Linked DNA regions of Mus musculus: region 1 is linked to region 2. A link is a contact called in public promoter capture Hi-C data. All regions are on one chromosome and are shown on one strand. Each heading gives the region's core, a stretch centred on a gene start, on an enhancer-like site or on the middle of the called end of the contact. The rest is flanking DNA. Distances are from core to core; before and after follow the strand shown.

Region 1 (5,994 bases), core at 2,525-5,024, 2.2 Mb after region 2:
CAAGCCAGTAAGTAACATCCCTCCATGGCCTCTGCATCAGCTCCTGCTTTCTGACCTGCTTGAGTTTCAGTCCTGACTTCCTTTGGTGATGAACAGCAGTATGGAAGTGTAAGCCAAGTAAACCCTTTCCTCTCCAGTTTGCTTCTTGGTCATGATGTTTGTGCAGGAATAGAAACCCTGACTAAGACGGAGTCAATAGATAATGAGGGTGGGGAGGGGAAAGAAGGCCTTCTCTGAGGATCTTAGTGTTACTGCTCTTTCAGATGTGGGCCTTGTCTAATGATCTTCAATGAAACAGCTCTCTAACATGATCTTAGCTTGTGTACATACCTTTATTAGGGGTGGGTGTGTACACATACATTTTATTCTGAGTGAACCAGGGCTATATATATGAACCTTGGAGAGTGGGAACAGGTTTTTCTTGGGGTGAATTTTCATTGGCTGAGGCTTAAGATATTGGGGATACCTCATTTGCATGAAGAAGTCGAGCCTGTAATTTCACCAGGAGTTGTGTGTTATTCTCCAAGTAGAATATGGGCTGGTTTTCCCAGATCAGGCTAAGAAAAGGAAGCCCCATTAAGAAAAGGCAGTCCTCCATTTTGTACTGAGCTCAGGAAAGCTGTCCAGACATGGTAGAATACAACCTCATTATCGAGGTGAAACAATATCTACAAAGGTGTTTTTTATTATTTATTTATTTATTTATTACTATGATTGCTTAAATATTTCTTACAAAGATAATCTAAAGTTGTTATATTCCTATTTTCCAACGGTTAAAATTTGAGTTAGAATCTCTCATTCTCTCTGTGCATATGCTGTATTTGCTTTATTTTGTATTTAACTCTCAGTAAGTCACCCTTAAATTGTCTGCTGAAGTGCATATGTCTTCAGTATCTCAACTTTTGGACATACCTGTTAATTCCGTGTTTTTGAAGCCATCCCTCCAAAAGAGGTGTTCTTCTTACCTGATCCAAACTTACTACTCAGCGGGGCCATTTGCAGGTCATCTATTGCTCTGCGATTTCCCTAATTCATCATCCCAGGAATTAAAATGTCATTTCATGCCGTCAATTTGTCTATGTGTGAGTTTTACACTTTTTTCCCCTCACCCTTATTGTGGTACTGTGTCTTCTATTAACTTTTGAGTAACAGTTTCATGGGAGATCAAGTTGATAGCTAGTTTTTAAGCCAGCAAATGCCTTTACTCCCACAGGGCATTTCCAATTTGGTTATGATTAAGTATGGGATGGGAACAATATTCATTCATAATTTTGAAATTATTTATTTTATTTGGTACCTAGTACCACTGCTCCACAGTTCCATTATGATATTTTCTCTTTGGAAGTTTTCTCTTTATGTCATAAGCTTTAAAGCAATAAGCCTTGAAGTAGGCCTCTCCTGCACCTCCCTGTGCTGAGCATTTTTGAATTTTTCTTTCTTAATTTCAATTTTGGAATATTTTGTTGAATTATTTCTGCAATTTTTTATTTTACAATTCTTCTGTCTTCTCCTCTTGTACTGGTTATCCATTTTTAAAAAATATTTAATTTTTCTTATCTTTTAATTGGGTATGTATCACTGTCTAATTGTTATTTTCATTTTTCTATTCCATGTCTATTTTCATTGTCTGTATTTCTTTTTTCTTTTTTAAAAAAATTTTTTTTATTAGGTATTTTCCTCACTTACATTTTCAATGCTATCCCAAAGGTCTTACTTTTAAAAAATTTATTGTAATATTTAATATTCAATTTAAAATATTTCAAATATTTAATTTAATATTTAAATTTCAAATGATGTGTATATGTGGGTTTTTTTTTGTGGGCATGTGCACATGAGTACAAATGACTGTGGAGGTCAGAAGAGGTTGTTGTTCATCCTTAAGAACTAGAGTCACAGGTGGCTTTGAGCTGTTTGATGTGTTTTCTGGGAACTGCTCAAGTTCTCTGTGGGAGCAGCCTGTGATTTTAACTGTCAGGCCCTCTAACTTCTATGTCCTTTTTAATAAGTTCATTTTATTTGGTAAAATCAGTATCTGTGGGCTAGAAGTTAAACGTAATCACACATACTTGATTTTTTTCCCCCAATGTCATTATTTTATCCAAAATTGTTTCTTTTCTTTAAAAAAAATTTCTGCTTTGTGTTAGAAACTTGTTTCAAATACCTAGAGAGTTTTGACTATCAATAAGTATGTGAAAATTAGTCATTAACTATCTAACTTGTGGGGTAGAAGCTGCTTCCTACTTAGTTCCTCCACTGTTTGGTAAGTGAACTGCTGACCATGTTTGGTATTATTTTTCCACCCAGATCTTTTTCTTTAATTTAGATTCTCTAGAGTAAAATTAAATCCATTTCCTTCCAGGAGGGTCTGTCACTGTCATTAGAGTTAGGGGGGGAAAAAAAAAGGATGGAGAGTTCTCATGTTTCAATGTGCATCTGGTAAGAGAATTCTGTGTGTCCTGTGTTTTCTATACTTTTCTCAGATTCAGCCTCTATAGTAGGTAAACCTCAGTTTTCTACTCAGGAAGGGCCAAGCTGTGCTGTAATTATGTATCTATTTCTTGTAGAAGTTCAACTCTTTTGTTATGGATAGCTCAGGCTGTCAGTGGGTGTTTTAGAATCTTGTATTTTCTTTATGGTTGCTTTTATTATTTTAAAAATATTTTTTATTGTTATTTACCTTTCTTTAGCCTCTGTTATTTAGCCTATAAGTTAGTGTGGCTGTTATCTTTCTTGGGGTAATACTTGCTGTGATTTAATTAAAAACCTGGATAGTTATATAAATAAGATATTAGGAAGAAACAAGAGTGTACTTCATTTGTAAACTATAAACAATTTACATCCTTTCGAATATCTAGGTTTTCATATTAATAAAATGTGATTATTTGAAAATGTTGACTTCAGTATGGAAATAACAATGCTGAGTGTTTTGCAAAATTGATAAAAACAAAACAACGTGTCCGTCCCCCCCCCCCCCCCAAGAAACCAAAACCCACAAACAGATTACATTTCTGAAAGTGTTAAAAGTAACTTCTTTGTGACCGGTAATCTATTTCTATTGTCATGCACTCAATATGCCTCTTAAAAGTCATGTAGGAATTTGCAATTTTCTCGGCAGACCAGTTCCACACTTATTAATCATTTTAACTTTTTATGATGCAGGTAGTGCCAAAATATCTCCTCACTGCAGCTGCATATTCCCAGTCTGGAACATTCTTTCCAGCACGACTTAATTATATTTATCAGTGTTGTAACAACCATTTTTATTTGGGAGAAGATAACAGACACTTCTTAGAGTGGAGTACTAATATGAAATTTTGCCGGGAAATGGTATTTAGCTGTGAGGAGAAGCAGTTGACGATGACGATGACTGCGTTGATAATGATAATGAGGATGAAGACCACCATCGAGCTTTCGAAACACGCGTTTTTAGGACTTATTTTTTTAGGACTCTGGGCCCACCCGTCTGTTTTTTACTTAATTTTTGTGTTCATCTGGCTATCTATTGATTTAGAGATGCGTTTTGTGGCCGAGAAGAGTTTCAAAGTTACTCTGCGGCTGAGTGTGTCTGGAATTCCTGACCTTTCACCTCTGACCTGGCACGCTCTCCACCACTCTAGCTTTCCCTAGGCCCCTCGCATGAATACCATTAAGACGGAGGTCCTCCAAGGGGCCAGAGCGTCACTCCCCCCCTTCGCCCCCGCCCCCAGGCAATGGGGGCGGGGTGGCAGGAAGAACCTATGTTAGAGCGCCTTGACGTCACTTCCAGGTGCCTTTTATAGCGGAGCTGCCGGGCATGTGAGGCAGAGGTGGGCCGAGGCTGCTGGCTGCTGCCTTGTGCGGGGCTTCCCCGAGGCTCCAGTCAGCTGCGTGCTTCTGTGCCAGCGCCTTCTGGCTTCGGAGCGACGGCTGCCGTGCCGTGAGTTGGTCTTCCTCAGGGAAGCCAGGGAAGCCCAGGCCAGGGCGGTGGCAGCAGGTTGTAGTCGTCTACAAAACCTGTTGGAGTCGCTCCTGTCACCCGTTAGCCGGGCAGCGAAGAGGCCTTAGCCCTCAGCGCCCGTCGGGTGGGCAGTGCGGCCTACCGCATTTGGGACCCCCCTTGCTTGGGTAGGGAGGCCTTGAGTCCTTAGCGCCCATCGGCTTGGCAGCAAGGCCTACGGCCCCCTCAGCAGGGCAGCGAAGAGGCCTTAGTCCTCAGCGCCCGTTGGCTAGGCAGTGAGGCCTACTGCGTTTGCGCCCAACGACAGGGCAGCAAGGAGGTCTTAGTCCTCAGCGCCCCTTGGCTTGGCTGCGAGGCCTACCGCCTTTGCGTCCTTGCCTGGGCAGGGAGATTTGGGGCCTTTGGTCCCCTTGGCAGGGAAGGGAGTCCTCTCACCTTTGTGCTCTTGGGTGGTAGAGGCTAGACCTTCCACTTGTGGTTTCGTGCTTTGTGCTTCTTGGCAGGGCAGCGAGGGCCTCTCAGTTTCTGAGGACCTTTTGTGCTCTTAAGATGGCCACCTCTACACGGCCTCCCAGCCCTATGCAGTCACTTCGGGAAGAAGCAGTGTGTGCCATCTGTCTGGATTATTTTAAGGACCCCGTGTCCATTGGCTGTGGGCACAACTTCTGCCGAGGGTGTGTGACCCAGCTGTGGGGCAAGGAAGATGAGCAGGACCGGGAACAGCCTGCTGTGCAGGAGCGCGTCATCCGGGAGGTTTTGTTTCCTAGGTACACCGAGCAGGAGCAGCACAGAGCACATGCAGGACAGTGGGTCGGTCATAGCCATAGACAGCATCAGGGCAATGCAAACTCTGAGTGGGATGACGAGGAAGAAGACAGGAACAGTTTACAAGGATTGGTTCATGACCTGAGAATTAGGGTTTTTCCAGAAGAGAGAGATGAACCCCCCCACAATGGCCACCAGTACCATCGGTTTGGTCGCTACCGCCATCGCCACCGCCACCCTCCAATCTTCCACCGTGGTCCCCCACATCCGCCTGTGCGTCGGCAGCTCTATCCAGACGCCCGGGTTCCTTCTCCACATGCCCAGGTTCCTCCTCCACATGCCCAGGTTCCTTCTCTACCTCGGCCCACACCACAGGTCTTCAGCTGCCCGCAATGCCGAAGGACTTTTCCAAGTCGCAGTTTTCGACCCAATTTGCAGCTGGCCAACATGGTCCATATAATTCGCCAGATTTGCCATACTCCATGAAGCTTGCAAAGCTTGTGCTCTAAATATGAGGAAACCCTGGAGCTCTTCAGTAAGGTAGAAAAAAAGCCCAGGTGTAGGTGTGTCTAGATTCCTGGTACTACAAAAATATGAATGTAGTGCCATTGGATGAAGTATTTAAAGAAAACAAGGAACAAAACAAAACAAAACAAAAAAAACTGAGAAACTTATAGTACATTTCAGTCTCAGTGCTATCCCAGTTTTGGGGAGGAATTAAAAAATTCAAAATTTCATTAGTGCCTGCAGCTTTAAATTGGAAAGAGTAGTTGTATTTAGCTCAGTAGTAGCAGAATGATTGTTTGCCTAGCATGCCCCCATTTTCCAATTTATTTTGAATTAATGACTATCAAGGTTCAGTTTTAGGAAATATTACTCCTTTGTTGCTATTAGCAGAGAATTTATTTGTGGGAACGAAGAAAACTGCTTTGCTTAGCTTCAAAATTAGGCTTTCAGAACTGAATGTTTTCATGAGCCTGGTATTTGAATACTTAGAAGATTTTTGAGGTTGTTATTAGCTGATTTGGGAACATACTTTATAGGAATCTATGTCAATAGTTTTATAGTAATGTCAGATTTTTAGCTAAAGTTGAAAAGTTGTCAAGATACACTGTGCTATCTGTGGATTGCTTTGGAAATCTTCAGGTTTTTGTCACTATAAGCTAAGGAAGAATATGCTTAGTTCAGATTTGCTTTTGAAGATAGGGAGATCTTTCAATGTTTTTGTTGGATCTAAAGTTCCTTAGTCATTAAAGAGAACTGCATTCAGCATTTGGACAACAATTCCAATA
Region 2 (6,796 bases), core at 1,429-3,928:
AATTCCCAAATTGCCAGCAAAAATTTTTTAAATAATATAGCTTATTTAAGACATAGGAAATCCTTTAAGTAGTGCATGCACTAAAAAGTGCAGTTCAACAACCCTAGTTTGTGTTTTAAAGACTTCCCTCGCCAACAACATTTTACAAGGGTTTTAATAACTGGAAATTATCTTTGGTGATGTTTGTCCATCTGTATTAACTTGGAAGAGGAAAAATTAACTTAAAATTTTAATTAGTCTTTATGTGTCTATTTGAACACTGAGTCCAGGTACCTGTGGAGCCTAGACAAGAGTTTTGGATCCCCTAAACCTCTTGGTATAGGTAATGGTGAGCCATCCATCATGGGTGATGGGACCCTCACTTAGGGGTCTTCTACAAGGTCAACATATGTTCTTATCTACTGAGCCATCTCTAGCTCTTTAACATTTTTTAATAAAACTACTTTTAGGGGTCTTTTAATATAATTTTGGAACCAAGTATAATAAAAAAAACCCATTTACAATAATGACAACAGAAATGTGGAGGTATTACAAGTTGATTATCTCAGCTTGTCCTTTGTCTTTCCATGTTTTCTATAATCTAGTTCCTCTACCTCTGCTATAGCTGGGAAAGCTAAGTAACTCCACATAGCGAGTAGGAGGGAAGAGAGACCCTGCAGCAAAGGCTAACCATCATTAGCATGACACAATCAGCACTTTTCTAGTTAAACCTTGAATTCTCAAACCTTGAGTTCTTTAAACCTTGAGTTGGCCTTATTTTTTTAATGAATTAATTTACATCCCAAATGTTGCCCCTTCCTTGTCTCCCTCACAGTCCCTTCCTCATAACCCTTCTTCTTTGAAAGGGAGAGGTGTCTCCTGGGTATTCCCCCACCTGGCAGGCACATCAAGTCTCTGCGGGGTTAGGCGCATCCTCTCCAACTATGAAGTTGGATTTATAATCCAGAATACAAGCTCAAGAGAATAGGCCAGCTATTGCTCTGTACTAAATTACTGCCTACAATCAACTTCCAATAGACTACTTGCCACAGAAAACAAATATATATATATATATATATATATATATATATATATATATAAAACAAATAAAAAGCATTTCTCATTAAATCAACACAAATCTAATTCTCTATTGTTCAAAACTTACTTCATTTCTGGCAGGTGTATCTGAAAAGTGCAACTGACCCAGGAAGAGAACACTCACAACATAATGCTTAATATTCTTCAATGCACATTGTAAATTCTTTTCTAGAAGGCTAGCTTTTAGTATGACTGGCTGATTGGCCCTGTTTTGCTGTTCCTCCTTGCTGTGATGTTTGCCTCTGTGGAGCTATGTAGATGTTCATCTGAGTTTGCAGCCTGAGCCAGGTCATCTGGGTGAGCTGCCTCTGCCTGCAGGCCCCACTTTTCTCAGGACACCACCCTGATGGCCCTTTTCTACCTCACCTGACATTCGTTTCTCCTTAGGATTCTCATCCAATGCATTTTAGTTAAATATGAAACAAAAAAGACAGTCATGAACATGACTCAAGTTCATCCCTAAGTTCATGAAGAGTTGTATCTAAACAAGAAATTGCCTTTTATGTAAAATGACAATCTCCTTCTCTCTCCTTCCTTCTTATCCCCACCTCTTCAGTGTGCGTGTGCGTGTGCGTGTGCGTGTGCGTGTGTGTGTGTGTGTGTGTGTGTGTGTGTTTTGGTGATTGAAACATTGGACCTCATAGATTCTAGGCAAGGGCTCTACCACTGAGCTACACTCTCAGACGCTCTTTTGGTTTTTAAATGTTATTATTAGCTCATAAAGCAGAAGCCTATGTATGACAAGCCTGGTATATTAAGCAACATTAAGAATATCTATCCTCTTGGTCTGGTTGTATAACTCAGTGAGTTAAGATACTTGCCACTGGGTCAGATCCTGATCTGACTTCAGTTCTCAGGCCCCATTGAAAGGTTAGAACTGACTCTGGCAAGTAGTCCTGTGGTCTATAGACAGTGCACGGGCAGGCATGCTTGTGAGAGTGCATGTGTGTGCGCATGCGCACACACACACACACACATCACACACACCACACAGACACACATCACATACACACACCACATAACACACACACACACACACACACACACACACACACACACACACACACACCCCACAGTTCATTAGTTAGGAAATATAACTTGTTTTATGAAAGAATTATTTTTCTTCTTGAGTTTTATATTTTCTCTGGATTTTGAACATTTTGGTATTGAGTAATTATAACAGCTCATGTTAACTGCAGATTTACTTCATAAAATATTTCAAATTTATGTCATACTTGGTATTAAGAATAATGTTATATCATATATAGTATTTCCTCCTATCTATGGCTGAGAACAAAGTGTTGAAAGATTCATTTATTAACTCTTGTTTTTATTCAGTAGATATGCCTTGAACTTTTATGCCATTCTGAGCTCCCGGGAAAAAGAAAGTTACAGGAGATAAACGTTTTCCGGCCTCATATAATTTATGTTGAATGGCAGAGTTAGCAATAAGTAAAAAACTGTTTTACTAATTTTAAGAAAGGAAATATACATGCATGTTTTGCATTAAGGAGGGCTGAGAGTGTTATGTGGGGCGTCACTGGAAAGTCAGGTGACCCTCGAATCTTCTGTGCTCTGAGCTAATGCACGGGCCGCACTGCATACTTTTCATTAACAAGAAGTTGCCCAATAGATGAAACCACACTCATTTCCCCTAAGCCTCACACCCCTCCTGCGCCTGGATGCAGTGTCAGGGTAACAGGCTGCTGCTTCCCACCAGACTCTCACACCACAGAGATGCCTTCAGCTACTTAAATCCTTCACACTGAGAAGAGAAAGGACTCTCGCTGGCCCCTCAAGTGTGAAAGTTTGATTCAGCCCGCGCTGCTAAAATCTCTATCAGTTATAACGTAAATGCAATTTAATGAGATTTCCTGCATCACTACTTCATTTTGTAAAAGATTAAGCACCTTTCACATGAGAAGAATATTTTGACGATATTTGCTGGAGACGAAGAGAAGGAAAGTGACTTGTGTGGGCATGTCTATGGTGAAGCTGTAAAGTCGGAGACTAACCAGGGTTGCCGCTTGCAAAGGCCATTTGTTCTTTCTCCTCAGAGCAGTAAAAGCAGCTGAGAAAATGGGAGTCCGGCATTTCTAGAGGGTTGTCATAGCGACAGGAGTTTGGTACAATACTGTCTATTTACTCGTCCCGACTCTTGGTTACCTCCCTCGTGACCCCGTGGAGCCTGAGGTAATGCATTCTGCACGGTAGCTGGGGTCTGAGGAGGTTCTAAGAACTTGCGGACAATTATGCATTGTGTTTCATTATTCATCACAGTGGGGTAACGTGAATCCCTCTGATGTCCACTGCAGGCTGATCTGAGGCCCCTGTTCACAAGGGAAGTCATGAGGAACGTGTATGCTGTTTTCAAAGCCTTCCCTACCTCCACCATTCTCCTTCGACTCGACAGGAATAATGTGTTTATGATGAGAAACGACTGTCCTGCTTTCTAGAGCTTGACTCTGTTCCAGACCATTGCTTTTTGTACACAAAGTGCCTCCCGCTATCAGAGAGTGGAGATATTTGCTCTGGACTACTTTATCATCTTCAAACCGTCACTGGCAGAAATGTGTGTGTGAGGTCAGCGCATTCATTCCACCAGCACCAGAAGCTAGCGCGTATCTGCGGCTGTAAATAAACAAGGGGCACGATGTTAGAAAAAAAAATGTTGGGGTTCTGACCTGCGCAAAGTCGACTGGAATGTTTCCCTAGTATTTATCCTCTGCTTTTCCAAGCTTTGTATAAACATGAATTTCCAGAATTTTTTAAGAACTGACGCTGATGAAAAAAATTCAGTCTTCTAATGAGTTTGTAAAACACATCAGATTTAATTGTTGAATACTATAAAAACAACAACAACAACAATAACAACAACAATGTGAACAGAAAGAAAAGGTGCATGTGCGTATTGAAGCAGCTTCAAAAAGAACTTTTCATTTTTTTTGTTATTTTTCATCATCAATACTAGAACAAAGACATATTTTATATGCATATTTAAAGAGTTGAAGTAGACGCTTACACTGCAAGAAGCTTAAATTCCAGACTTACTCAAAAGATGAGGAGTGTTGGATGTAAGATATGAATACCAAAGATTCTGGAACAGTCCAAGGCCCTGCTGACATTTTCTTGGTAAAGGAGGAAGATTGACAGTGAGCATAGCTCAGTTGTGAGTGTGTGACACTCAGTCACACAGGATCAGCTGAGCAGATACATCAGGGAGGTGACAAGACTTGTAGGATTGTCACCACATTTTAGGCATCCATTACATATCTTGGATATTAACTCTTTCTTAGATATGAGGATTGCAAATAGCTTCTCCCTCCCCCTCGAGTTTCTTGCCATTCTGTAGATCATTCTGGTTGCTATGCAAAAAGTATTTTTGCTGCTGTTATTTTTTATGATACAACCCACTTACCTATTTTGTTGCTTCCATTACCCATTCTTATGATATTTTATTAAAGAGACCATCACCAAGACCACTGTGAAGGTTTTTTTTTTTTTTTGTATATTTTTCTTTTAGGAGCTTTGTAGGTTCAGATCCTACAGTCTAATCTTACATCCATTTTGAGTTCATATTGAAAGAGATGGGTACAGCTTCATTCTTTTTAGTAACAACACCCAGTTTTCCCAGTATCCATTATTGAAGAGACTCCCCACCCCCACCCCATCCCCACCCCCACCCCATCCCCACCCCCACCCCATCCCCACCCCCTGTGTATTTTGGTGTCCTGAGGGAGACTCACTAGCCTCAGGTGTGAGGCATTATTTGCTAAGCTCTGCATTCTGCTCTGTTTCTGTGGGACTTTGTGTCAGGAAACACTGCTGTGACCACATAGCTTCATCAGATCGGGCACAGAGTAGCATAATACCTCTACTATTGCTTCATTCATGATTGTGTTGCCTGTCTGTGATCTTCTGTGGCCTCATGAGAATTTTAATATTGCTTTCCTATTTATGTAAAGTGTATCCTTGCGATTTGGACAGGGACTGCTGTGAATCTGTAGATTGCTTTGGGTTTTAACACTAACAGTAACAGTAATTCTTATGGTTTTTGAACCCAGGAACTTTCTTTCTGCTTGCCTTAATCTCTTTCACTAGTGTTTACCCTCTTCAGCATCCATCTCTTTATTTTACTCTTTTAGATTTGTTCCCATTTTACTGGTTTTTGGTGAAAAGCGTGAGAATTTTCAAATTTCCTTTATTTGTCGCTGTTACTCTTCCTTCACATCTGCAGGCCTAGCGCAGAGATGATGCTGAGGAGGTGGTAGGTTCTTCATGGTTCTTTCACAGGAGAAATGGGTATCTGCTGATATAAACAGCATAAATGATAAGGAGAATCAGCTTGGTAATTTCATTCTGGATGGTTGTGGTAATGGGAGAATGGAGATATTACACAAGAAATGGGGCAGAAAACAGAAAGACTAGCCCAGGACCTGAAATGTAGAAGTAACTTAGGTTTCATTTTAGAAACAAGAGGCCCATAGATTGCAGTCCTGGATGGCTAAGCTTATGGTGACTTTATTTAGGCTATGGTCTGGCAACATTTTAATTATCTTGTCCTTAAAAACACTGCACAGTATTTACACAGATGGCTAATCATTTGTCTATGCATCCTGGGTCTACTTTAATCGTTTTCGTAACATTTATATAAAAAAATCACATTCTAATGTCATAGACATTTGCTATCCTATACATCAAGTGAAGGAAGATGAGGACAAGGAAACAGCAAGGAGAAAACTGGGGACACGAATGAAAGGAGGGAGGGAGAAGCGAGAATTCACGGTTTTCTTTGACCAATGAGAGCTAGCTACTTTGAGAGAGAAGACTAGGAAATTGTATGCTCACAACCTGAGAGAAGAAAAGGTGCGCATGCGTGCGTGCATGCGTGCCTGTGTTGTAGCGCTGGGAACTGATCCTCCGGCCTTGTACACATGAGGTGACTTTTCCAGCACTGGCTACCCCCCCGCCCCCCCATGCCCCCTTCCCAGGTTCTCTTGGCCCCAAACGCTTCTATCCTTAGTGAGTCCTTGTGCAGTATTCGTTTACTTTATGAGGCCGATCTCATATCTCTCAGACTTCAAACACTCCAAGGAGAATGATCTTGAATGTCTGATGATCTTGCCTGCACCCACAAGTGGAAGATACGTGGCTTATACTACCTGACCCTGCTAGAAATGATTATCCTGAGGAAGGTGAGTTCGTCTGTGGACACCCGAAGATCTCACGACAGGAACAAGGAGGCGATGGGTTTGAATGAGAGGGGTGTGGACCACATGGGAGGATTTGGAAAGAGGAAAGAAGAAATGTCATTATAATCTCAAAAATAAAATTTATTATTGAATTACATAATTCAATACTTTGAGGTTTAAAATTTTCTTTCAAACTGCTTAAAGAGAAGGTACAGTAGCTTGTATGGAAAACTGTGACAAATACAAAGTTCTTCACACAGTAGGAGCTTTGGATATATTTCTTTAAAATCAAGGTATTATTTTCATCATCAACTGCAGCATCGATTGCCAATGAGAACATTAAAACTTTGGCCTTAATACTGTGGGATTTAATTAGTTTTGTATTATTGAAATTAATTTTTTTATACAGTATATAACCATCATGGTTTCCTCTCCCCCATCTCCTCTCATATCTTCCCCACTGCCCCACCCATCTTTAGACAACAAACAGGCAAATAAAAAAAAATAAACATAATAACTGTGGATTT

Evidence for each region. Promoter capture Hi-C pulls out the DNA fragments that hold promoters and counts their contacts.
Region 1: a contact with region 2 is called in a promoter capture Hi-C map of hippocampal neurons, with 4 times the contacts expected there. The contact joins the promoter of Trim52 here to the promoter of 4930518C04Rik in region 2. A contact is called at or near these places in 3 of 39 promoter capture datasets (hippocampal neurons, pre-B cells and stem cell-derived epiblast-like cells).

What each region holds. Positions count from the first base shown.
Region 1 is chr14:106,102,424-106,108,417 of GRCm38.p6, forward strand. It overlaps Trim52 (tripartite motif-containing 52), which reads left to right and starts at 3,775. Exons shown (of 1, transcript NM_198601.3): 1 at 3,775-5,994. The coding sequence starts at 4,487. The coding sequence ends at 5,188.
Region 2 is chr14:103,896,089-103,902,884 of GRCm38.p6, forward strand. 4930518C04Rik (a long non-coding RNA gene) reads left to right here and starts at 2,679. Exons shown (of 2, transcript XR_383716.3): 1 at 2,679-3,270; 2 at 3,393-4,556.